Linked DNA regions of Sus scrofa: all the other regions are linked to region 3. A link is a contact called in public HiChIP or PLAC-seq and promoter capture Hi-C data. All regions are on one chromosome and are shown on one strand. Each heading gives the region's core, a stretch centred on a gene start, on an enhancer-like site or on the middle of the called end of the contact. The rest is flanking DNA. Distances are from core to core; before and after follow the strand shown. Region 1 overlaps STUM (protein stum homolog). Region 2 overlaps STUM (protein stum homolog). Region 3 holds the start of PARP1 (poly [ADP-ribose] polymerase 1).

Region 1 (4,246 bases), core at 1,436-3,935, 110 kb after region 3:
TCCCTCTTTTCTATGTAATAAACATTCATGTGGCCTTTCTGGTGGCATCTTAAATCCCTGTGTCTTCTCATTTTCATAATTGGACCGCTCTCTGGCTCTGCCTCCCTCTTTCTCCCTCTGCAGCATTTGTTGTTAGTGACCTTTCTGTTACGAAAGTTGCCCTTCTCCAAGGTGGCCTGCCTGCTTCAGACCTTATTGCTCGCACACACACCGCCCCCCCCCCCCGCCCCCGCTCCTGGGAGGCCTGTACAAGTCACTCCTTAAAGGGCCACATGTTTGGTGATCTGAGCCCTTTGCCAGCAGGAGTGTGTGCACTGAATCAAGAGTGGGGGCCCAGACGGCGTCCGTCAAGAATAAATGTACAGATGAAACTCGTTTCCTTCTCTTGATTGCTACAGGGGTTGATGAGGGAAAAACGTGGGCCGCATCCTCATTTGTGGAAGTCCCCTGTGTAAATGGGAAGCTGGGTAAGGGCGATTAGGAGAATTCATAACTAGCAGTTCAGCTTAGGGGCTGGTTGAACTGATGTTACCTTGCAGGGAATTTCAGGCCAGAGCCCGTGGCCCAGCCAACATTCTCTCTCCCTCTCTCTCTTTTTTTCCCTCTTTTGGCTGTCCCACAGCATATGGAGTTCCCGGGCCAGGGATCAGATCCGAGCCACAGTTGCCAGCTAGGCTGCAGCCACGGCAACGCTGGGTCCCAAACCCACTGTGCTGGGCTGGGGATCAAACCTGCATCCCAGTGCTCCCAAGATGCTGCCGATCCCACTGCGCCACAGCGGGAACTTCCGACATTCTCTGTAATAACTGGATGAAGACCTAGAAAACTTATCAAACTTGTGGATGTAGGGAACTAAATGCATTAGACAAATCAAAATTCAAAATGCTCTTGCCAGGGAGAGGCCATCAAGATGAAACCTAATAGCGGGAAGTAAAGAAGTCGTGCCTGGAATTGAAAAACCTCCACGCATTCCCTCTTGCCCAGGAAGTCATCTGACAGGCAGCTCCATGTTTAGCGGCACTGCAGGTGGGTGACAGAACAGACCATTTGATTGCATTAGGAGCAGTGGGCTGGGGTCCGGAACGAGGCCACGTCTGCAGCGCTGCATTCAACACCGGAGGCTGTGGGAGCTGAGCCCTTGGGTGTCACCCTGCTAGGCACACCCCCCCCCCTACCCCGGGAAAGGCCTGGCCTCTCACCATTTCCTCACGTCAGCCCAGAATCCTTGGGGGCGACCAGCCCGGTCCACCCAGAGGCGTTCTGGTGTTTCTGCTGAGAGATGCTGCCGTCTCGGAGCCTTGGTCCTGCCCCAAGGAGTAAATCTGCAGCAAAGTACAACCTTCCGGGGAGACTTTAGGCTCAACCCCAGGGACCCCTTTGAGGCCCCAGAAATGCACCTGTGCCTAAGGGTTGACTTTAGTCACCGCTAAAACCAGGACGCCAAGCCTAAGGCAGCATCACAGTCGCCCCGACATCCCAGGGAGCTCTCCCAAGTACTTAGTGGGCTCAGAGCATGGCAGGAACACTCTTGGCCAGAGAAGAAGTTTCTGGTTTTGGGGGGTGGGGGCTGGGGGAAAGCACGGGGTAAGGTCAGCAGTGCCCTCCAGCCCCAGGAAGGGAAGGAAGCTTCAGGGCCACCACCCTCTTCTCTTCCTTTCCAGCCCCAGTCTGCTCATCTTCGGGAAGGTGACATGGTTGAACCCCTCCCCCCCCCCCGCCAGGGCTTCTCCCAAAGGCTTCTGCTCCCCAGAAATCTCTGTGCTCCCAGACCCCAGGCTCTGAGAGGGGTCTGGGGTGGCCTGTGGTTGGTTACGGGAGGGGAGGCATGAGGATGTATCGCCTTTGCAGGCGAAAGGAAGCACAAACCTGGGGCAGAGATGGTCCCGGGACCAAGGACTTAGGCAGGACTTGGTGTCACTGGGGAGGGGCACTCAACTTGAATCGGTGTCCGAGATGGAGCAATGGAGGCGGGCAGGGCCACTGAGGAGGCAGCAGCTCCTTGAGCAGGAAGGCACATCCTGTCCATCTGGCTCCTCTCCCCCACCCCCCGGGACCTGTCCCCCAGCCCCCAGCTGGCCAGTGGCCCATGAGGTGCTGGAGCAGGATGGCCACCAGCCAGGTCACTGAGACCTTGTCATGCAGTGACATAAACTAGGAGTCACAGGGGTGCTGGCTTGGCTGGTAGCAGGAGAAGGGGAATCCCTCCCCAAAGAGGAAACAGAGCAACGCCGGGCCACGTGGGTGGAGTCCACTTTCGTGGCTCAGGGGCAGCCCCATGTCCTGGGCCGAGGCTGCCATGAATACTTCCGGTGCCCACTCGCTTGCTGGGGTCTGAGAGGCACAGCCGTGCAGGTGCTCCTGGGGCCGGTAGCCCCATGTTCTTGCGGGAAACCTGGAGACCTGAAGGGCCTGGGGTTAGAGTGCCCTCCGCCCCGATGCCTAGCCCAGGCCCAGACGGGCCCCAGCGGTGGAGCGTCATCGGAGGGCCAGGAGCGGGAGTCTGCAGCTGTCTCTGCAGTCAGGGCAGTGGATATTTTTATTTTCGTCAAAAATAGCTGTGTTCAAAAAAAAAAAAAAAAAAAAAAAGAGAGAGAAGAAAAAAAGACTCTAGAAAGCAGCAAAGAAACTTTGACAACTAGGAACGTCATCGGTGGAGGAAATAAGCAATTTCCAAACACTGAGAAGCTGTCCCATCTTCTGAGGTTCCAGGAGGGGAAGTGGGCGCCAGGGACAGAGGGTTCACCCCCACTGCTGGTTTCTGGGGAAACTTGAAACACGCCCAGGATCTTATGAAGAACCTGAGGTGGTGACATATAAATATTACCACAAAGAGATTAGGGCTATTTTTTTTTTTTTTCTCTTTTTAGGGCCGCACCTGCGGCTTATGGAAGTTCCCAGGCCAGGGGTCGAATAGGAGCTGCAGCTACTGCCACAACCACAGCCACGCAGGATCCTTAACCCAATGAGAGGGGCCAGGAATCAAACCCGCATCCTCATGGATACTAGTCGGGTTCATTACCGCTCAGCCACAGTGGGAACCCCACCCCCACCCCCGTTTAAGTGTGAGCCATCTGGGCTTCTCCCCACCCTCCTTTTTTTTCCTTTTCTTCATTCTCATAAACTGGTTCAAGTTAAGATTCTCTAACAAGAGAAAACCTAAATAAATATTTGCTTCCAAAGCCTCTTCTGACTCATCCTGTCTTCATGGCCCTTCCCACCTATGAAAAAGAGCCACTGTCTACTGAGCTTCTACAAAGGGTCAGCCACAGACTAGATATATACATCACACGTGTACACACACACACACACAGAAGGGCACAAACCAGGTCTAGGCATGCCTGTGATTGTTTTCCACCTGTGACAACGGATGGATTTAGCTCTTATTGTTACAAGTTTTCACCTCTTCCAGCCCCATCCTCCCAGCTTGCCACTCCTCCTGACCCTCTTGTCTCAGAGGATGGTAGCAGAGAACAGGATTTAGAAGAAAAAAAAAAAAAGAAAAACTGTGGTTGTATATATTTGCACCACGATATCAATGAAAACACTTTTTATAGGAGTTCCCTTCATGGCTCAGTGTTAACATACCCGACTAGGATCCATGAGAATGTGGGTTTGATCCCTGGCCTTGCTCAGTGGGTTAAGGATCTGGTGTTGCTGTGACTGTGGTGGAGGCCGGGAGCTGCAGCTCCTATTAGACCCCAGACCTGGGAACTTCCATATGCCTCAGGTCCAGCCCTAAACAGAAAAATATATATATTAAAAAGTTCCAGAAAAGGTTAATATACATGGAAAACCCCTTTCTTTTCCCATCCAGAAAAGATCATAAGCATGGACGCTCCACACTGTGAATGCAGAGGCCCCAGGAGGGCGCAGAGCCTCTGGGTGTGTGGCCAGGCACCCAAGACATGATGGGAGCTATGATGTGGTAAATGAGGGGCCAGTTAAAGAATAAAACACTAAGGCTGAAGGCGTAGATCTCGGGTCAAGGCCTAGGTCTAAGTTTCTCCCTTTGGCCCTGGTGACAACTGAATTTGTCGTTGTGGTTTTTTGTTTGTTTGTGGCCACAGCTACACTGCAGCCATTCATGGCCACGCCAGACACTTAACCCACTGAGCGAGGGCAGGCATCGAACCTGCCTCCTCACAACACTATGTCGGGTTCATAACCCCCTGAGCCCCAATGGGAACTCTGTGAAATCTGAATTTAGAAGTTAGGCCTTGGGAATTCTCTGTGATTCCGGACCCTT
Region 2 (4,155 bases), core at 907-3,406, 92 kb after region 3:
TAGGCTAGGGGTCGAATTAGAGCTGCAGCTGTCACCCCATGCCACAGCCACAGCATCTGCAACCTACACCAGAGCTCATAGCAACGCCAGATCTTTAACCCACTGAGCGAGGCCAGCGATCGAACCTGTGTCCTCATGGATATTGGTTGGGTTTGTCACTGCTGAGCCATGACGGGAACTCCCAGTTCTGTCCAGCTTTAAATTGGGTTGGGTTGTTTGTGTGTGTTTTATTTTGGGTCTTTTGGATGTTGAATTGTGTGCATTCTTTGTATATTTTGGATATTAACCCCTTGTGGGAGATATCATTTGCAAATATCTTCTCCCATTCAGTAGGTGGCCTTTTTGTTGTGTTCTTGAGGAATGCAGTTAGCTGACAATAGATTCGTTTTGAAGAATGTTGAAGGTGGTCAGGATACTGCAAATCCTGGGATGGTCCGTGTTGTATCTGGCCTTGTTCTGTCTTGGTTTGACAGTTTAATCTCTGCAAGTTCTTTGCTGGCCAGGACATGACAAGCACGGTGTTGGGTATACAGAACACTTTCTGGTTGAGGACACAGACCTCCAATGGCCTTGAACCCTGAGCTGACTGTCCTTTGTCTCACAGTGATTCCCTTCACTCTCTGAGACGCACTCTCGGCCACTTGTGATGGTCAGGGCCTGCCCTCCTAGCCTGTCCAGCACGGCCTCCTCTGACTCTGCTCCAGGGTTATCAGGCTGAGCAAGCAGCCAGTGCCTTTCCACAGCATGTGTGAACACAGCATCCAGCATCCTCTCCCCTTCCTGCCCCCTCTGTTAAGAAATCAGAGCCAAAGGAGCCAGGATGAGAGAAGGAGCACGGAGTCTGCTCTGGGACCAAGGCCTTATCTTCTCAGACTGACCTTGGCTTACTTAGGCCATGGGCACAGAGACTCTGTGGGCTTTTTGTTTTTATTAGCTTTTTAGGGCTGCATTCACGGCATGTGGAGGTTCCCAGGCTAGGGATTGAATTGGAGCTACAGCTGCTGGCCTACACCACAGCCACAGCAACACTAGATCCGAGCTGCATCTGCGACCTACACCACAGCTCACGGCAACGCCGGATCCTTAACCCACGAGTGAGGCCAGGGATCGAACCTGCATCCTCATGGATGCTAGTCAGTTTTGTTTCCTCTGAGCCACGGAGGGAACTCTCCTGTGGGCTTTTTTTTTTTTTTTTTTTTTTTTATTTTTTTTTTTTTGTCTTTTGTTGTTGTTGTTATTGTTGTTGCTATTTCTTGGGCCGCTCCCGTGGCATATGGAGGTTCCCAGGCTAGGGGTCTAATCGGAGCTGTAGCCACCGGCCTACGCCAGAGGCACAGCAACGCAGGATCCAAGCCGCGTCTGCAACCTACACCACAGCTCACGGCAATGCCAGATCATTAACCCACTGAGCAAGGGCAGGGACCGAACCCGCAACCTCATGGTTCCTAGTCGGATTCGTTAACCACTGCGCCACGACGGGAACTCCCTGTGGGCTTTTAAATTATTCTCGTTCTGTTTTCCTAGGGCTTTTATCCAGGATCATTTGTGAATTGGTAGTCACTTCATTGTCCTTCCCTTTTCCCTTTCCAGTTGAAATGAGTGCACAATGATAAAGCGAGGATGACCAGGCCTGCTGACTTAGTATCTCAGGGTGGTATAGCCCAGGAAGGTGTATTTTTAGCCCAAGCTCCATTGCTTCTTATGGCCCCTCAAGGTTGGAGACGTGAAATTCCATTAGGTTGAGTGTGACCCTGAATGTGATCTCCCGTTTGTCTCATTCTGGCTCCGGACTGGACACAGTCAGCACTGGGACCTGTTTCATAGGGTGTGGCTTGTCCTTCCAGATCGGCTGTGTCCTTCCTGTCCCCCTAAAGCTCACGTTCAAGGTTGTGCTGGTAAAAGAGCTGTGCTCAACCAACCCTCCCTGAGGAGTGATGGAGGGCGTCCAGGTGGAGGTCTCAGGCGCTGATGAGCGGCACATCTTAATGACCACAGAGCCAGGTGCAGGTGACCCCGGGGTCCAGCTGGACTTACTCTCCTCGGTCCCAGGGGAGCAGCCCTTCTCCCCGAGTTCCACGAGGCCTTGAGACCTGCCCCCTCCAGTCCAGTGCCTTTCACTGCTCCCACGTGAGTCATGCAAAAAGCTGAACCTGACAGGGACTTGTGAAGGACGATTTCAGCCCCCAGGCTCCATCCTTTGGAGGCAGAGCTGCCCCCTCTCCTGGCGGTGCCCACGCCAGCCCACTTCTGCGCTGCTTCTCTTCCAGCGCCTGACCGAAGCAGGATGGGGGGGCGGTGGGAGCCAGGCTGGGGAGCCCTCCCCCAGGACCCTTTGGGACATCCAGGACAGACGTGTCCTCCCTGCTGCCTGTGTCTGGAGCCTGAGACCTGAGCTCCTTGGGGAAGCCAGTGACCTCAGAGCGATGGTGGCCAGAGGGGACTGTGGCTGCAAAGCGCTCTGGTGTCTTTGCTGTGAGTCTGGTGGGGTGGGGGTGGGGTCTCCTAAGCATCTCCCGCCTGGCCGCCTCCCTCGGGACCCGGCAGAGTGCATGTCTGTGCCTGAGTTCCAGCTGTCCTTACAACACTGATTTTGGTGGTTGACAGTTCAGTTCATTACCGTCATTTTCCGCTGTGCCCATTAGCGTTGGCAAGGCCTGGGCATCCTCAGAAATATTATGGCTGGGCCCTGTCCACCCGCCTCTGCTCCCTGACTCAGCGCCCAGGCATGTGGCGGTCGCTGTGGGACAGAGTGAAAGGCCAGGATCGTGGACTAATCTCCTGCCAGGCGGTGTGGTTTTCTGATTCTGTGTCTGCCGTGCCAATCCCTCCACTGCTCCAAGAGCAATTCTCAAACCTGGTTGTGTGTTAGAATCAACGGGGGCAATGTTGCTTTTATCTTTTTAATTTTTTTTCTTTTCTTTGCTTCCCCTGTATGGACCTCCTAGGCCAGGGATCAGATATGAGCTGCAGTCACAACCGAAGCCGCAGGTGTGGTAACGCCGGTTCCTTAACCCATTGTTTGGGGCCAGGGATTGAACCTGTGTCCCAGTGCTCCCAATATGCCTCTGATCCCATCGTGCCACAGTGGGAATTCCTCTTTCATCTTTTGAAACGAGCAATCCAATCCCTGGACCCATTCCTGTGCCTTTGGGGGTCTGGAAGTGGGGACCTGCAACCTGCATTTTTATAAACTTCAGCTTGAGTATTCTCACGTGCAAACCAGTTCGGGAGATCTGCTGTGGGTACCCCACCCACCACTTCTCACCTTGTCGAGAACCTTTCCACCCACTTAGCCCTTGTCTGGTTATGTCCTCATCCTCTCCCATCCCGTCCCCCGTGGCTTCTCCTCAGCAGACAGACAAGCTGCACTTTCTCTTGTGTACTTTAGAGAAAGGGCTCGTAGAGCATGTTCTGGAATCCTCACCGCATTCTCTCTGAACCTCTGACATCCTGCTGTCTCCCCGCCATCCCCTCAGACTCCCACTGAGGCCACCCAGACTGCGTCCCCTCACTGTCTCTGCGGCACGTGATCCTATCCAGCACCTTCTCTTCCCTGAGGCGCCCCTGTTTCTGGGACACCCTCCCTCACCTCTCTGTTTGGTCCCCCTCTGTCCCCTTTGTGGCCATGATAGGTCCCCCAGGAAAGATGAGTCTTTCCTGGATCTTTCCCTGAATTCCACGCCCTCCTGGGTGACCTCATTCACTTGGGTGACTTCTGTTTCCTGCAGCCCACCCTCCCAAGGCCCCATCTAGGGTGTGGCTCTGGGCCCAGGGTTCCCCACCTGCTTCTTGGCTCCACCCTGTGGAAAACCAGACACCCAGACCCGTCCGTGCCCCCTTCATCCTGCCCCAACCTGCAACATGTCCCCCAATCTCAGGCCACTCCCTCCTCCTGGGGGTCCTCCCTTCTCCTCCCAGTCCCCCCTGCCCTGTCTCCCTGCCCCCCTCACCTCCTCTCCGCTCCAAGCCTCTGCCTCACCCCTGCCCTGCCCCTGCCTTGGGGGTCACAAACCTGATGTGTGATTCCCCATCCAGACCCTTCCCAGAGGCTGCCCTTGCTGCAGCAAGGCCCTCAGATCCCGTCCAGTCTGACCCCTGTCCTGCAGCCCTGGTTTTCATCCCTGCCATGCACACACCCTCAGAGCCCCCGCCGCC
Region 3 (3,889 bases), core at 1,188-3,687:
GGGATATAATAATCCATGAGCTTCAAACATCAAATAACAAAATACAGTTAAGTACCCACTTTAATAACGACTGCAATTTTCTAATGATGAGTGTAGGTGGTAAATTTTTGAGAAACCCCCAACAGCTGTACGAAAATAACTAGCCTTGATGACAAAAACCCCAGGTACTGCTAATTTGCCTTTGCTCTGCTGTTTCCATTCCTAACTGGAGGAAGCAGTGGATTATAATGAAAGGCTACAGGGATGCCAGGGATGCACATGTTTTTTTCTCATCTAAACTCATGGACTTACTTCCTAAATTCTACCTGCCATCCCAAAGACTCTAGGTAAAGAACCCCTGCACTATTGGGAGCTTCTTAAGATCAGTGGCCCGAACATTAGGGTAAAATGAAAAGACGCCCCATAGGAGATAAGGGCTCTTCAGATGATAGGTCTTGTCTCCTCTTCCATCCTCAACTTCCTGTTACTTCTGTGGCAAAGCTCCCACCCTGGGCATATGACGCCTAGTGCAGAGCTCCATCAGGTGGCACCTACCCCTGTACAGCAACATTTACCAGTCATCAGCCCTGTAACCCAACTGGAAGCTCCCAGGAGTGGAGTCTCTCCTTCTGCCCCTAGTACCTAACACAACGCCTGGAACCTACCAGGTGCTCAGCAAGTATTTACTAAATGAAGAAGTATTGTGTGCCAGGTATTTAGCTAGGTGGCCCTGAGGACACCAGGGTGACAACCCCAGTCCCTGCCCAGTTATGAAATGAGATCGCCTAAGCACACTTGGTACCCACTCCCCTCCACCCCAAAGCCAGCAGTGCTCTCTGGTCATTTCTAAAACATGAACTGGGGAGTTCCCACTGTGGCTCAGCAAAAAGGAATCTGACTGGTAACCATGAGGACACAGGTTTGATTCTTGGCTTTGATCAGTGGGTTAAGGATCTGGCGTTGCCGTGAGCTGTGGCGTAGGTCGCAGACCAGCTTGGATTTGGTGTTGCTGTGGCTGTGGTGTAGGCCGGTGGCTACAGCTCTGATTCCACCCCTAGCCTGGGAATCTTCACATGCCGCAGGTGGAGCCTTAAAAAGAACAAAACACAAACAAACAAAACATGAAAATTGGGAGTTCTGTCATGGCTCAGGGGTAAAGAACCTGACTAGTATCCATGAGGACACAGGTTCGATCCCTGGCCTCACTCACTGGGTTAAGGATCTGGCGTTGCTGTGAGCTGTGGTGTAGGCCGGCAGCTGCAGCTCTGCTTCCACCCCTAGCCTGGGAACTTCCATATGTCAAGGGTGTGGCCCTAAAAATACAGGGGGGAAAAAAAAAAACACAACAACACAAACTGCCTCACGGAGGGGAGAGAAAATCAAGCTACTGGGACCTTGAGGTCCAGATAAACACCTCATTCCAACAGCCTCTGGCCATCTCTGTAGGCCTCGGGGACCACCAGAGGGATTTCCCTAATCAGCCAATAAATCCAGATAAGGAACCCCCGGAGCCATTCTTACTCAAATCGGATTAGCTGCAAATGCAGCAAGTCTGCGAAGTTGGAAAGTTTGGGGAAAAGGTTATTTTAAACCACAAATTAAGCTCAAAGAGGGAGCACCGTACTGAAACGACACCGACTTGCATAGCTTTGCATAATTTTAAAAAATGAGAGTGAGCGAATGTAGAAGATTGCCAAAAATAGCTTAAAAAAAAAAAAAAAACCCTCACTTGCCAGTCGCCACCACGAATATAAGACAAAAATCTTCCAGCGCAATGTAGGTCAAAACCAAACTAACTTCCAAAGACCACACGTACATTTTCTTTCCAAGGCGAATAGCAATAACAGAAACAAGAACAGCACCACCCCGGAGTAAGGATAAAAGCAGCTCCTTATTTTTTACAAAATAAAAGGCACCACCAGCTCCACACCGTATTTCCCGGGCTTTTTCAGCAACATCAGCAAAACCTTCCGGAAGAGTCCACCCGGCGGGCCACACGCCGGGAGGAGCGGCAGCAGCAGCGCCCGCAGGCCCAGCGCGGGCTCCGAGCGGCCGGCCTGGCCCGCGGCTCTGGGCCAGCCCTCCCCCAACCCTCCCCGGACGCTTGGAAACCCCCGCCGCGCACAAAGCGGCCTCTCATCCCGCACCTGCACCATGATGGCCATCCGGAGCGAGTCCTTGGGGATGCTCTCGCTGCATTTCTTGCAGGAGGCGCGCCCACTCTTAGCATACTCGACCCGATAGAGCTTGTCCGATGACTCCGCCATCCTCCTCCCTGTGCCGATGCAGCTCCCGAAGCCTGACGCTGCGACCTGCAGACACGCAACCGCAACCGCCGCCGCCGCCGCCGCCGCCTTGCTTGCCTGTCTCCTCCCAGCAGGGCCCCCAGTGCCCAGAGCCGCCGCCGCTGCCGCCAAGCACGCCGCGCCGACCACCCGCCGCTCCCGATAGATTGCTGATGCCTGGCGGGGGGGGCACGCCCCGCTAGCCGCGTTCACGGGGCGGGGCCGCCGGCGCGCACGCCCCCTGCGGGCTGGGGGCGGCATTTCCCTAGTGCTTGCTGCTGCCGCGTGAGCGAGGCGGAGCTGCTGGGGGTCCATGCTGGCTGGAGCTCCGCCTGTAGCTCTTTGGCTGGGCCGGCCGCAGTGCTCTTAATCATTTGTCCCCAGGAACACTTACGTGCTCTTATAACTAAACCCACCCCTGTCCCCTTTTAATACGTGTGCCCTCTCTCCCTGGAGGCGAACAGGTCTGGGAGGTGCTGGGCTGGTTCCAGAATGTGGTTGACCTGCCAAAGGTAGGTCAACCTGGGCAGGTTCTAACTGCAATCTGCAGGCCGTGGGTACTGAAAACTAACTGAAATCTAGCATTTTTCACTATGAATTTTAATGCATGAGTACAGATTCTGGGAATCCTGTGACTTTCTCAGCAACAATCATCAGAGACTTTTTTTTTTTTTTTTTGTCTTTTTGCGATTTCTTGGGTCGCTCTCGATACATATGGAGGTTCCCAGGCTAGGGGTCCGGCAGAGCCACAGCAACGCGGGATCCAAGCCACGCCTGCGACCTACACCACAGCTCACTGCAATGCCGGATCCTTAACCCACTGAGGGAGGCCAGGGATTGAACCCACAACCTCTTGGTTCCTGGTCGAATTCGTTCACCACTGCGCCACAACGGTAACTCCCCAAAGACATTTTCATATCACTTTATAATTGTTGGAGAGCACTCAACATCAAGTTCATCATCACTTAAGTTGCCGTAGTTAAGAGACCTGCTTACCTATTTCTACAGTCTGTTAAGAAGTTGCTGCAGCTGCATCATAGGTGGCAGCTGCGACTGGGATTCCATCCCGGGCCAGAACTTCCATAAAAAACAAAACTTGTTGCTGCTAGATCTTGTTACTTAATGGAGAATTATATTTTAATATAACTAGTTTCTTTTAAAGTTCTATGCATTTTATTTTATTCATTTAAAACATCATTATAATGGAGTGTGTTGTATTTGAGAATATTCAGTTCTGCTATAGAGACAAGAAAAAGAAACAGGATGAAACAAACTTGTTAAATAGAGAAGAAAGCTAGTAGCTTATGAGACATGGATATTGATTAAGCAAGTAGGTTGTGAGACATAGGTAAGAACCTGTTTTGTTTTGTTTTGGGGTGTTTTTTTGCCCATGGGAATTGGAATGTGGAATTTCTAGGGCCAGGGATCAAACTGCACCACAGCGGTAACCAGAGCCACTGCAGTGATAATGCCGCATCCTTAACCTACTATGCCACAGGGGAACTCCAGCAAGAATCTTAAGTAGTGAGCTGTTAGATATGTTGATGGCGAATAGAGTAAGTGAAGTATATGATAGAACAAATCAAAGAATTTTAGTAACCAAATCAAAGGCTATGATCATTCAA

What was found. Promoter capture Hi-C pulls out the DNA fragments that hold promoters and counts their contacts. HiChIP or PLAC-seq counts read pairs in DNA pulled down with a chosen protein or histone mark.
Region 1: a contact with region 3 is called in a promoter capture Hi-C map of liver, with 4 times the contacts expected there. The contact joins the enhancer-like site here to the promoter of PARP1 in region 3. A contact is called at or near these places in 1 of 5 promoter capture datasets (liver), 13 of 47 Hi-C or Micro-C datasets (alveolar macrophages, brain, embryonic fibroblasts and 7 more) and 1 of 2 datasets of contacts at active chromatin or transcription factors (skeletal muscle).
Region 2: a contact with region 3 is called in an H3K27ac HiChIP or PLAC-seq map of skeletal muscle. The contact joins the enhancer-like site here to the promoter of PARP1 in region 3. A contact is called at or near these places in 7 of 47 Hi-C or Micro-C datasets (alveolar macrophages, embryonic fibroblasts, fetal skeletal muscle and 3 more) and 1 of 2 datasets of contacts at active chromatin or transcription factors (skeletal muscle).

What each region holds. Positions count from the first base shown.
Region 1 is chr10:14,351,001-14,355,246 of Sscrofa11.1, forward strand. It overlaps STUM (protein stum homolog), which reads left to right. Exons shown (of 4, transcript XM_003357643.4): 4 at 1-54. Among named protein-coding and RNA genes, the nearest start is that of STUM, 58 kb to the left of the region's middle. Within about 2 kb of position 2,686, at least 8 of the 83 cell types and tissues checked have an H3K27ac peak or open chromatin away from gene starts, as enhancers often do. A contact at or near this core is called in alveolar macrophages, liver and retroperitoneal adipose tissue, where this site is marked.
Region 2 is chr10:14,330,720-14,334,874 of Sscrofa11.1, forward strand. All of the region lies in intron 1 of STUM (protein stum homolog), which reads left to right. Among named protein-coding and RNA genes, the nearest start is that of STUM, 38 kb to the left of the region's middle. Within about 2 kb of position 2,157, at least 9 of the 83 cell types and tissues checked have an H3K27ac peak or open chromatin away from gene starts, as enhancers often do. A contact at or near this core is called in skeletal muscle, where this site is marked.
Region 3 is chr10:14,238,727-14,242,615 of Sscrofa11.1, forward strand. It overlaps PARP1 (poly [ADP-ribose] polymerase 1), which reads right to left and starts at 2,438. Exons shown (of 24, transcript XM_003357641.4): 1 at 2,127-2,438. The coding sequence starts at 2,246.